Regions from separate parts of the Anas platyrhynchos genome. Here region 2 is linked to region 1. The links are chromatin contacts, called in public Hi-C maps. All regions are on one chromosome and are shown on one strand. Each heading gives the region's core, a stretch centred on a gene start, on an enhancer-like site or on the middle of the called end of the contact. The rest is flanking DNA. Distances are from core to core; before and after follow the strand shown. Region 1 overlaps PARD3B (par-3 family cell polarity regulator beta). Region 2 has its middle 57 kb from the start of INO80D.

Region 1 (6,482 bases), core at 3,585-6,084:
CCACTAGCCAAATCTTACTAGTGCCTGGGTGTGAGCTTATCAAATATATTTTCTCCCATTATTTCCTCGCATTATATTCTCGTCATAACCATATTGTTGCTTTGTCCTGCCAAAGCATGAAATGTAGGGAAATAACATGAGATGCTAAATGTTTTATTTAGTGCTTAAATATGAATCCTGTGTATTTTTAAGACTAAGTTTAATAAAGGTCACCTTTGAAGTAGTTAATTGCAGTAAATTACTGTGTTGGATACTCTAACCGGATTGCTCAGGTCCTTAGCAGTTCGTGTATGCAGATAATCAAGATGGTGAGCACCACAATTTGCTAAGTGGTCAAACACTACTGAAATCAATTAAATATTTTGCATAGTGCTTAAACTCTCACAATAGCATTCTATTTTTCATTTTTAATTTTCCTTCTAGCTGTCATTTTGACTCTGTTTGGGGCAAGTGTGGACCGTATGCCCTTTGCAAGAAGGGAAGAAAAAAATACCTTCTGCATTCCAAATTTATGTGGTTTGAATATTGCAAAAGATGCTATCTTGACAGGTCCAGAGGCTGAGTTTCTATCTGTAGAAAACAGGCAGAACCCCAGGGAATGGAAGTGCAGAGTTTTCTTCTCCATGCAATGCTCATCTGCCCTGGAAGTGACTATCCTGAATGAGATAGCTCAGTCTTCAGTCTTCTGTAAGTTCACTACTGGCAGTAGACCATCAGCACTGACATCAATTATTGTCTGTGCTTGTCTGGAAGATTAAATTGTCATTGTTAGTTGCTCAGGAAGATAGGAGTTGCTCTTCTGGATCAGCTGTTCTTGTTTCTTTCTTATTTTTTTTTGTGTTCACATGAGTACAGTATTTAATATATTTGCCCCAATGATGCTGCAACACCGTTCATATGTTACAGGCGTGAAATACCGAGCAGGTGGCGCTTAAAAGTTGCGTAAGACTTGCTGTAACAGGATACTGAGTTAAGAGGGGATTCTGGGATTCTGTTTTATATCCTGATCCTAATCGAAGTAAGTCACTTTCCCTTGTTTTGGATTAAAGTGTTTGTAGCATTAGGTAGGTAGTGGTTGGTTGGTGTTAGGGTAAACATAGTTTTTACGAAGTTTTCATTTTTTAATGGAACAGATGTTCCATTAAACAATCAGATGTTTTCATCTGCATAGATTTCACATCCCACTTTAGCTTTAGAATCTGTTAGACTTTTAAGTATTTACAATAGTGAATGGAGTATAAAATGTTTAAAAAACTTTTAAAGAAATTCGGCAAGCTTGTCTAATGGTATTCAAACTTTGGAGTATTACAGATTATACAGTATCGCTGTATACTAATTATCTACAAATATCACAACACTGTACAACAGTCCTTCAGTGTTTAAATTTCTCTTGATTGATTTGGATTAATGCTGCTATTTTATGTGTCTTCCTTAGATTAGCCAAACCCTGACAATGCTGCTAGCTGAAGTGTTAAGCACCAGTTTCCATATTTAAGCATTTCAACATGGACAGTGTGATTTATTTATTTGTTTGTTTTTTTTTTTTTAAGGGAAGGAGAACAGTGGTTTGTGGAAATCCATGTAGTCTTGGGGCACTTCAGTCTTCTGAGCTCTGAGAATTTTCCAGGTGTGGTTACAGGTAGCTGACTTCAGCCAGTGAGTTTTCAAAGCCTGACATAATCATTAAGACTCAGCTTATGACCTCTCGTTCCTCCTTATTGAAGGTGGTTCTGTGATGCCATCCTGTCATAGGAGAGGTATTATAAGGAAGTTCTTATCAAAGAAATACGAGATGGGCTGAGTGTTTAAAAAAGAATAAAGCACTATAGTACTTTTTCCTGTATAAATGAGCACTCTCATCTGAGTAGAAAGCTGTAATTGGTGGGTGCTGACTCTGTCTTGTGTTCATGCCGTGTTCACCTCTGGGTGTAAGAGTGCATGCTGTAAACCTCTACTCCTGCAATTTTCTCTGTACCAGCAATTACAATTCAGTTGTTTGTAAAGAAAAAAGAAGAGGAAGTGGTATTTAGTAATGCTACAAAACGACATTCTCTTAAGTTAAAAATGGCAAAAAAAAAAAAAAAAAAAAGCAAATTTGAATAGAATTTCTTCATATGTTGTTTAGGAAAGAGAATACATACAGACCAGTACAGATAATTGGAGCTGCGGAGTTTGTCATCAGAAGTTGCAAAGGTATAGCTCTACAGTAAAGAGGCTTTGACAAGTGATTGCTTACTAGGTTGTAGTGGGCTTCAGTGTCGTTGGATTTTTTCCTCAGGCTCTTCTGTTGGGCCTCACAGTTAGGATGAACAGGCTTCTGTCTGCGCTTAAAAGAGAGGTTACAAACTAAATTACCTCAACTTTCAGTTACACTGAATGTTGAAGGGAATCCCCAATCTAGTTGAGGCAAAAGTTTTCCAGAATTTCTCTCACGTTGTTTTTGCATAGCTTCCTATTGTTAAAATTCTCAAGTATAAAAGCTACCTTAATAGGCCCATGGGGCTCTACTTATTTACTTGTCATCCACACCATAATGATGTTTCCTGGTTTTGTTTCTGTTTTCAAATAGTAAAGCAGAGTTCTTGTGCTTGCATTATTTTTTTTTTTCCCAGTTGCTGAATGATTCATTGCTGTATAGTCCGCTTTAGCTAGCTTAGAGATGCTAAGCTGCCACTCAGCGATGTTGTTGCTGAGGGCAGATGTGGGAAGCAGGGCACTGGCATAGCACCAGCCTCTGGGGTGGCAGCAACTGCATGCAAGACGGAAGCCCCAGCTGCTCTGTTTTCAGGCAGCATAACTGAGGCAGATGTGTGCTTGGCCACAAAGAGATGAAGACTATGTAAAGCTATATATCCCCACTTCTTCAGCGATATCCTAAATGGCACTTATCTCAGAGAGAAGAAACATTAAGCGTAGGTTTTCATACACTCGTGATTATTCCGTCCATGTGTTCTGAAGTTTCAGTTTCTTGCAAGCTGGCTTCATGCACACTGGAGTGAAATTTGTGATACAATGTCAGATTGCTTTCCAAGACATCTTAGAGGAGCACAGCTGGCTGCTGCATTGTCTGAAAAAGCAAAAAGATTGAAATACTGATGGGGACTTCGGGGTAGGGCAGTGTACGTGTGCAGAATGCTGCTATGAGTGAGTAGTGGGTCTTTTAATATGTATTGATGAAGGAAATGCAACGTATCATTTAAATGAGGTGTTTGATCTTGTTTTTCTTTAAATAATAGGACTAGAAAATATGAAAACTGGAATTTGTTCGTTGGCTATTTGTTTCCATTATGAAAGAGAAATAATAGAAAAGAGATAAAAATAGATGATCAGCAAAGTGGTTTAGTACTGCATAAGTACTCCTGCATTAATGTAGTGATAATGCCCTGTCTGGAGCAGGGAAGATGCTCAAAGGAAGAGTTAATGATACTTTATTAGTAGGTAGCTTTTACTTTGTATGCTCCTACTGTCAAGCTTGATTTTGGTTGTGATTATTTGTACTGTGTATTTCTTATGGAGCTGAAAAAAGCTGCAAGTCTTTCTAGCGCATGTGTGGGTACATGGTCGTTTCTGTTTCAACTCCCATCCTCATGAAATGTTCCGTGATCTACTCCTACCGAAGTTCTCTGGTTTCAGTGATGAATCCCTCCCTTGGTCATGAGACTTACTTGGTTTTAAATGATACTTAAAAAAGGAAAAATAAGTGTCCTTACTTGCTTTGTAATTTTGCTGGTTGATGGGCTGCACTCTCAGGATTGGAAGCATTTCTACAGAATCCAAAAATGTGACAAACTTCCTTCAAATCAAAGCTGGAAATGTCATCTCCTAGTATATGTCCCACAGCTGCAGTTTGAAGATAACATCAATTATCGTGAGATATGTACTAATGTGTTCTGGGAGCTGGCAACTCCTTGAGTTAAAAACTTCCTTCTGTCTCTTGTGACACTTTTCTGTGGGAGGGAGGAACTGGGTGGGAATCCTGAAGACTTCCTATCTTTGATGATGAAACACCCTAAAATTTAAAAATAAGAACTTTTTAAATTGCATATGTTTTTTTAAATATCAAATCTTACGCCATACTTTTGACTACTGGGCTTGAGCTTCTGGTATTTGGATGCTTGCAGTGCGATCCCTTTTTAGTAACAGTATTATCTAGAAGCATAAAAATTTTGTTCTGGTTTTAGTTTGGTTAAATTCATCTTTTATAAGGGTATTCATGAGAGGCAAGTGAACAGAGATCGCTTGGAATGGATCAACAGAGTTGTCATAGGTAGGTAATGTTTTTTTTCTTGCAGTGCTGTGTCTCTTTCACACTCCAGAAAAAGGATCACGGGCTTGTCAGAAGGCTGAAAACTCTCCAGCAGGTACCCACATGTGCACATAGGCTCTCGTTAACGAAATCCTGATGGGACTATAATGCTCTACAGATAATCTGGGTTTTTGTGTGCTGACCAGCTTTTCTTACTAATTTTTGGGAGATGGAGTACTAGCAACCTGCCTAGAGGCTGCTGCATGTCGTAAGGCTGGGAGCTTGGGCCCTTCGGCGTGGCTCTCGCTGGGCTTCTTGGTTGCCAGTACCAGATGACTTTGAGAAGGATCCTCGCCAGCCATATGCAAAGGCAGGCACAGTGCATGTCTAATTGGACACGTACTGATGTTGAGCAGGGATTTTGGTTTGCAGAGGGAGTGACAAGCCTGTGTGCTCACAATAATCAGTTAAACTGCACAGCGTTTTCTTTGCCTTAATAGGAAAAGATGTAGTGATTGTGTAACACTTCTTATATGCAGTAGAAATCCCAGCTGGAGATAAATTCTTCTCTGTGTAAAAAGGAAGGGTGTGGGCTATTACCTCCCTTCACCAGACTACTAGCTGCCTTGTCTTGCTGTATAGCTTCCAGCTGAGATTTTTTTTTTCTTGTGAATGTTCTCCTGCTTTAGTGCAGGGCATTCAGAATGGTGTAAAAATGAAGGCTGGTGTGTTCCTGTAGGACAGTGACTTAAAGGAGATTTTAAGTGTTTAATGTAGCTATAGGATGTCAGTAAAGTTGGATCTTCTTTGCTTCTGTCTCCTCTGAGTAGCTGCTGAAGCGCTCCACGCGTTTATGGAAGACAGCAAAACGCATGTTTTAAAAGCAATCGAGTGAAACTCATTGTTATTTTCAGAAACCTACGGCTGATGTTTAGCTGCACACCAATTACTTTCCCAAGGGCAGGTTATCTTTAAAATAAATAAATAAATTTGCATAACTCTGTAGGGAATAGGATAACTGATGTAATAATTACTTGGGAGCAGAGCCAGCATCCTGCAATTATTTTAAAGCACATGTGCTGCAATGTCTCTCTATATTGATATGCTTCTTGTGACATCCTTCTTCTGACACATTCAATTAATGTTTTATTATCTTCTTCCTATTTAAAAAATAAAAAAATAAAAATACAAAAACCAGTGACTGAGCTGGAAGCAAAATAGGCTGTTCACTTATTTAACAAGAATAGTTAAGTGGTTCTTTGAACCTTACTGGAAGTATCTTTGCTGAATGAGTTGACCTCATATCATTCAAGTTATTGATCATACATATGCCTGTGGTTGGCCGAGAGCAAACAGGTTGTGGTGTTTCCTTCAGTGAGAGAGACATAATTAGATGGATGTGATTGATTAGAATTTTCAAATTTGTCAAGTATCCTCATCTGCATTCCCCATGCACGCACGTGCCAGCTACAGAATGGGGCTGTTCCTATTCTTCCCCTTGAAATCATTTTGTTTCAAATGGTCCAAAAAGATGACTGCAAAATAACACCGCTTTCATGGAATCTGTATTTCTGCATGAATTGCATCTCTTGCTGCTTTTCTCTAATGTGTTGTCTGCTCTGACAATACAAATTTCTCTATCTGTTTAACTTGTTGTATTTGTTTTAGTCCTTTTTAGAGGCAGGTATGTCACTAAAGGAAAAGACGAAGCTGTGAAACTGACATAAAGCAGTTTGTGCTGGGTTTGAACTGCCAGCTAAGTGCCTCTAAAAAGTTGGAGGTACCTCACCAGTGTGAGGAGATCCAGAACTACCAGTGAGTGGCTGCTGTGCCATGTGTAGGGGACAATAACCATTGGACGCTCCTTAAAACTGCTTTTGGGCTCTTTTGAAGTGGCTGGTGGCTTGCAGCAGCACACAGATGAGGGTCTGTGGCCAGATGGTTTGTATGCACAGGCTGTCCTTGTCATTGCTGTCAGAAATGAACCTAGTGTGCTGTGCGCACTTGTGCAATGAGTGTGCCCAAAACAATACACAACAGCATGGCTACAAGTGCCACACGTGTGGAGCTCTGCATACGTGTTTGTGTCTGGCTGTAGAGAAGGTGATAACCTCAGCGGGGTGCTGAGAACTTTTTTCTGCTTGCTCAGTGAGAGGAGTTTACAACGAGAGCACCGTGACAATTTCAGTACTATGTTGTAGTCGTGGTAATTAATATTTAGCATGGTATCTAGTAA
Region 2 (6,364 bases), core at 3,524-6,023, 430 kb after region 1:
CCTCTCTACCTTCCCCTGTGACATGCAGAGGAAAGTTTAAGCCTCTTTTTCTGTCAGTAACATAGCTGCCAGATCGCACTGTGACATCGTAAAGGCATCACTGCATCACGCTGCAGACGTCACCCTGCAGCAGTGACACCTGCACCCTCACCACTCTTCCAGCCCCTTTTCACCACCTCTGGGCACCGCAGTTCCCCGGCCACATGGGGACCATCCCCGGCCGTGTCACCCTCAGCCACCATACGCCTCCCCAGCCCCGGGCACACCCAGCAGGGACAGGTCCCAGCCATCCCCACACACCAGATCCTGCCCACACCGGGGACAGCTTCAGCTCACGCTCACCGCAGGCACCCCGCTGCCGGCATCCAGCCCTGACACCTTTTCATCCAGCTCAAGTGCTTTCTTCTGCACGGGTTTCCTTGGCTGAGATGAAGACTTTGTGAAGACTGCTGGTTCCTTTCTAACCTTTCAAGGTTCCTTTCGGTATGAAGTTCCCTTCACATCATCCCCAGCAGATGCAGGTAATAAAATCACAGCAGATTTATGACTTTGAGAATCTCATTATGTCTATCTATCCATCAGGAAAAGGAGCTGGTTTTGAAAGAGGCAGGAGATGGATTTTGCTGTTATTATTTATTGTTTAAAAAGGAAAAAAAAAAAAAAAAAAAAGAGAGAGAGGGAAAAAAAATAAAAAATAAAATAAAATAAAATAAAATAAAAAAAAAAACACCTTAAATCCTTCCCAGGCCCAACTGTGGAAAAGCATTTTCATAACTTACCAAGAGCAGCTCCCGCTCGTGCTGATGCAGGACGTGGCACCGTGACTGATGGAGAGACAGGAGCCCCACGTCTGTGCTCCTCAGCCAAAGTGTCTCCCAGGACCTGCTTCAACCCCAGCAGTGGTGTTGCCGTGGATTGCAATCAGCCCAGGAGGGTTGTGCTGCTGGAGACCCACAAGCGACAAGCCTGCATTGCTCGAGGAAGGAACATGCTGGCCAGTCACTGCTGCTGCCTGCCCGTGAAGGTGCTCACATCACTGTGGGGTGGGACAGAGAGAGCCCCACGTGTTGCCTTTGCCCTTGAGGAACCCCAAGGCCACGTTGGCATGCCCAGGTTTTGGCTGTGGGGCCCAGGCAGGCCTCATCCCACGTCCCTCCATGCCAGCACAGACACCATGGCACAACTCCCCCCAGGCAGTGCTTTGCCATAGGGGCCAAAGGCTGCAAATGGAGGACTGGGTGTCAGGAAAAGACCAGGAGGGACCAAGCGCCTTCAGAAGCAGTCACGCACCAGGGACAAGGTGACAGCCCCAGCAGCATTGGTCCTGGCCGGCGGGCGCAGCCTCGCGCCGAGCAGCTGCCCTCGGCTCTCTGCGGGACAGCGCAGGAGGCTCCTTGCCCTGTTCCCATGCTCTCCACCACTGCTTTCCCAGCTCTCCTCCAGGCATATCCCATCTGCCCCTGCCCACAGGGATTTGGGATTTTGCGCCACGATGCTGGCTGCCTCGCTGCTCAGCAGCAGAAGCTTGTGGGTGGTGTCAGAGAGGGTTAAATAAGTATTTTAGAAGGATCCAGGCTGATGGAGCATGGTAATGGGTCATGTGTTTGCCATGTCCTCTGACCACATCAATAAGGGATTCATCACTAGTAAAGTTCCCACTTGGGAAATACATTTTCCAAGCCTCATTCCAGCCAAAAGAAGGCTTTGCAGGCCTATTGTCAACATGATTTGGCAGCTTGCTTGCAAATGCTTGAAGACCTCTCTAGCATCGCTCCCAGCAAAGCCCATTCCCAAAGCCCTCAGCAGCCCCTGGTTTCCCAGCCAAGGGGAACAGAAGCACAAAGGGAAGTACAGTGCTGGGTTAGACAGACCCGGGCACGTCAGGGGCAGGGACAGGGTAAGACCGGGATGTAATAGACACCTGGTAGAAAATTGTGGTGTCTGCAAAGTCAACAGGAATTTGGTCATCAGCTTGCTGCCTTGTTTTCAGCTCCAAAATACTGCTGGGGACTAGGACCTTCAGTCACTCCCCGCTCTGTTTTGTGATGCAGAGCCCCTTTCTCTGAAAACATAACAAATCAGTTTTGATCTTTCCCATCAGCCGCTTTTGCAAACACACGCCCTGCTCGACGTCTCTGTTCATACATCAAAACACTTGGCGAAACAAAGCAGAAACCTGCTCTTCCTGTCAACTAAAAACTTAATTAGGAAAGAGCCCTGATTCTGTGGAAAATAAAAGAAAAAAATAGAAAAAAAATATAGAAAAAAAGACCTCCTTTAGCTCTTTAAGCAAAAAAGGCCATGCAAAGAGTAACCACTATTGAACAGCCATGGCCATTTTATTTGAAAGGTGATGTGTCTGTAGCTAAAGTTTGACAGCCTGCTTTGAGAACCCTTTCTGTTTCTTAAAAAAAAAAAAAAACTCTGATTGTAAGGTCTGATTCAGAAAGGAGGAAAAAAAAAAATCCAAGAGAAAGAGACAGCAGCTTTGGACAAGACACCATGGGCTCCATTAAACAAAAACAACCTGTCATTTGCATTCACTTGGCAAGTGACTAGACCTGAAGTTGGCTGCACACTTGGTGCCCCACCATCACTTTCCAGGGAGGAGGCTGAAATACTCTTATCCCTGTTCACTAGGCCAAAGCAATTCTCTTAATGCCACTGAACCAGCCAGGGACCAGATCCCACACGTAGCATCATTGGCAGAGTCGCTACACGGACTCCCCCAGCAAGCAGCCAGGGGAATTGATCCTTGCTGCCCTGTCCTTCCACAGCCCCCTCCCACCCCACCCCACTCCCGTGTGGCACCCAGCCCCGCTCCTTCAGCCTCAGCTGCATGAGGGGCAAGGACGTCTGGGTGCAGAGCAGAGCTGAACTCCCCGCTGTGGCCTAGCAGAATGAAGGGTGGTCTCTGTACCACACAGCAAAGAGGAATCAAGGCTTTTTCCAGTAATCGGAAATATGACAAACCCTTCATTAAATTACTCTCCAGAAACTCGACTTCTGCTAGGCGAGGCTGCCACGCTGCGGCAAGCCCTCGAGGCCGTCGGCCAGCACAGCGCCCTGAGCTCCTTGCGCATCAGCTGAGTAAGTCCTTACTGCTTCCCGGCCTGTGTGTTGGGCCACGATAAGCAGCAATATCGCAGTGCTCAGCGTCGCCCGATAGCACAGCAAATCATTAGCGGAGGGTGAATCACTGCGAAAAGGCTGGCAGCTCCCTCATGCCCTGTGTGAATGCGCTGCTACTGCTGCAGCTGCTGGCGGCTTGGGGCCAGGCTGCACGTCCCTGCCCGTGACCACCAGCGTGTGGCCACAGCACGGTGGCAGGAGAAGGGTGGCCCCAGACAGACAGCGAGGTGTGCCCAAGCTGCACACCCATCCCAAACACCACAGCCAGCAGCCCTGCATCCCACCCACGTGGGGAGCAGAGGAAGGAGCCCCTTCCAGCTCCCCCATGCATTTCCCTTTAGTGTTCTGGCCAGTCATGAAGAAATATATTGCTTCATATATTTTCTTCAGTATTACCAAGTCCAAATCCTTGTGTTTGTCTTCTGCTGGCACAATAATTTAGAAATGTGTTGCTGCAGAGAGCCTCGCCTGCCTGCCAGCATCTCCCGCAGCGGCGCGCCAGCAGCAGGCAGGACTCCTCACAGCTCCTTCGCAAGCTGCTGGACCTCACCGAGCTTTCCTAGAGACACAGAGGGGACAGAGCCCCAGCTGAAGTAAACTGCTGTAATCTCATTGCTATTCCCTTGTTGTTGGTGGTTGGTTGTTTTTTGTTTGTTTGTTTTTATACTGGCCACCAATTTAGCCTGCTCATTCAGCAGCAATGCACAGCCTGTGGCTCCACTGTGTGGAAAAGCTGCTGCTTTCTCCCACCAAGGCAGAAACTGGTGTTACCTCCTCTGCCAGCAGGGATGGGAGGTGATGGCGGACTGATCCTGCAGCCTGGGAAGGACTCATAGAAAAAGAGAAGTGTGTGAGCAAAAACCCTTCATTGACACAACAGATCTCCTTACTGGGTCAGCCTGATGCTGCATCAGCACACTCAGATGGTGTGTGTAAAGAGATCCCACAGCTGGTTTGGGGTAACAGCCTCACCGGGCGGGTTTTGGGCTGCTCTTCTCACCCAGCTGCAGAAGGCCAGCACCAGACATGTCAGCCAGCACCACAGGCAGGGCTGTGCTTCCCACCACCAGCAGAAGACTCCCATTTCAGAAAACACCTCATGGCCTCCACGCTCATTTTCCCTGCTGCCAGAGATAAAGGCTGCCACGGATGTGCTTACAACTTTGATATTTTTTTTTTTCAAATCATTTGAGAAAGCATCTTGTCAGAGAACAGCTGGAAATGATTGTCCTAAGCACAGTTGGCTCAGCTGGCAGCCTTCAAAATACGGCCATTGTACCAAGAGTTTAACATGGAGAAGTTAATGGTCTGGCAGCGAGGCAGTAGATGGAAAGCCAACGCTGTCCTGGGGTCTTGCGGTCTGAGGTAACCCCACTCCCCATTACTTCGTGTGTGCGTGCTGTGCTGGCTGCAGGCAGGGGCAGCCAAGCGGTGGGGCAGTGGCCGGGGGCAGCCCACAGGGGACAGCTTCTTCCCTTCCTTCAGTTCCTCACAGAGACAGGAAGGCGAGTGCAATCAGCTTGGCGCGGATCTATTTACTATGAGCACATACGAAAGACTCACAACAGATCTCCTCCCCCACCTTTGGCAGGCAGCCTACGTGTTGGCAAGCAAAAGATGTTATCTTAAGGATACGCTGCAATACCCTGAGTCATGCTGGAAGCCTGAATCCGCGAGGAAGCCTGCTGCAGCCAAGGGCCTAGCGCAGGGACGCCATCTTCTTACCTATGGCTTGCGGGGCACACGCTCCGTGCCAGAGCACCGCGGGGCTGACAGACAGCAACACCTCACCACCAGCGGCTGGGAGATACGAGACCCGGGCCCCAGGCTGAGATGACAAGAGCACAGCTCCACCAGAGCCCTTTTGCTGATGTCCCTGGCTAAACCACACTGTCCCAGCAGAACCGCAGGGTGTGTGAGGCGGCTGCGGGGTCAGCCTCAGGAGCTGGGTTTGTGGGCTGGGGCACTCACAGAGGAACGAGGCAGCAGAGCTCAGCTGAAGTACATCAGTCGGGGAACTACCGCGTGGTTGGGCAACAGAGCATAGTGAGGAATATAAAAAGGCAAGAAATATCAAATGCAAAGCCCAGCATTAGCACAGCACTCAGCTTAGCAACTCCAGGACTCCAAGGAGAGGAACTTCAAGCCCTGAAGCAACTTTAAATGAGGAGAACTTGGCAGCCAAGAGCTTTAGGGGCATGCCCCCATCAGGCAAATTTGGACATGAGCATCAGAAACCTGAATATTTCCTGGGGGCAAGAGAGGACTCCCTCTCCTGGACTGTAAAGTTTTCTAGACGAGCAGGTATTGGCTCCTACTGTTTCAGTGATGGTCACATTTAGGAGTAGCCAGAGAACAGCACAAGCAGAGCCTCTGCGGGTGATGCTGTATACTGCAAGAGCCCTCAGCAAGCAGCAGAGCCCAGACCACAGAACACGTTTTCATCAAACAGTGCAGCAGCAAGTCCTCATGCATCCCTGGGCAGACAACTGGAGAAATGGTGCACCACGGAAATGCATTCAGGGGAAAAGGGGCACCCTGATGTGTGCGATAATAGAGCAGTCCCAGTGGGGCAGCATTTTGGGGTGAGATGGACACAAAATATATCACTGTCATCTACAAACTGTCAGATGGAATTAGCAGGTTTTGTGGCAGCTGCTAGCTACTGCACGTAGATGTATAGATCTTCAGGCCAAAGGATCAAATAAAATCATTTAATATGAACTCCTACAAGAACCAGGCCACAGAATCATGAGTCCATAATTTCTGCCTGACGCTGGGCATGTCTTTTAGGAAGATTTTCAATCTGGATGTAAAGATATTGAAGGATGCAGACTCTACAGTCCCTGAATACATTAGCAGATAACCTTAAGCAGTAACAAGGGAGATGTCACTTTTTTTGCCTGTCTTCAGCTTTCAGGCATTGTGTGTTGTTATGCCTTTGTCCTCCAAATTAAACAGCCCTCCGCCCCCATAAATCTCACTCCTAAATAAGTATTTCGAGATGATGATCAAGCCGCCTCCTAACCTTTCCTTTGTTACACTAAATTAGTTTAAACTTCCTTCACAACTCCCTCCAGGGACAGTTTTCCAGGCTCTGAACCTTCTGCTCCCTGCAGCAGCCTCCCTTTGGCTGCCTCCCCTCACTGCCTCTGCGGCGGGGCTGCCAGCGGCACTGTGATGAGGCAGGAAGCTGGGGCTGATGAAGTAAATCACACTGCTGGGTCAGGAA

What was found. A called contact is a pair of places that touch in the nucleus more often than the background predicts.
Region 2: a contact with region 1 is called in a Hi-C map of subcutaneous adipose tissue, with 3 times the contacts expected there. The contact joins two enhancer-like sites. A contact is called at or near these places in 2 of 8 Hi-C or Micro-C datasets (skeletal muscle and subcutaneous adipose tissue).

Annotation. Positions count from the first base shown.
Region 1 is chr7:26,704,892-26,711,373 of IASCAAS_PekinDuck_T2T, forward strand. It overlaps PARD3B (par-3 family cell polarity regulator beta), which reads left to right. Exons shown (of 23, transcript XM_072041064.1): 3 at 4,293-4,361. Among named protein-coding and RNA genes, the nearest start is that of PARD3B, 80 kb to the left of the region's middle. Within about 2 kb of position 4,835, at least 1 of the 8 cell types and tissues checked has an H3K27ac peak or open chromatin away from gene starts, as enhancers often do. A contact at or near this core is called in subcutaneous adipose tissue, where this site is marked.
Region 2 is chr7:27,138,653-27,145,016 of IASCAAS_PekinDuck_T2T, forward strand. No RefSeq gene overlaps it. Among named protein-coding and RNA genes, the nearest start is that of INO80D, 57 kb to the right of the region's middle. Within about 2 kb of position 4,774, at least 5 of the 8 cell types and tissues checked have an H3K27ac peak or open chromatin away from gene starts, as enhancers often do. A contact at or near this core is called in subcutaneous adipose tissue, where this site is marked.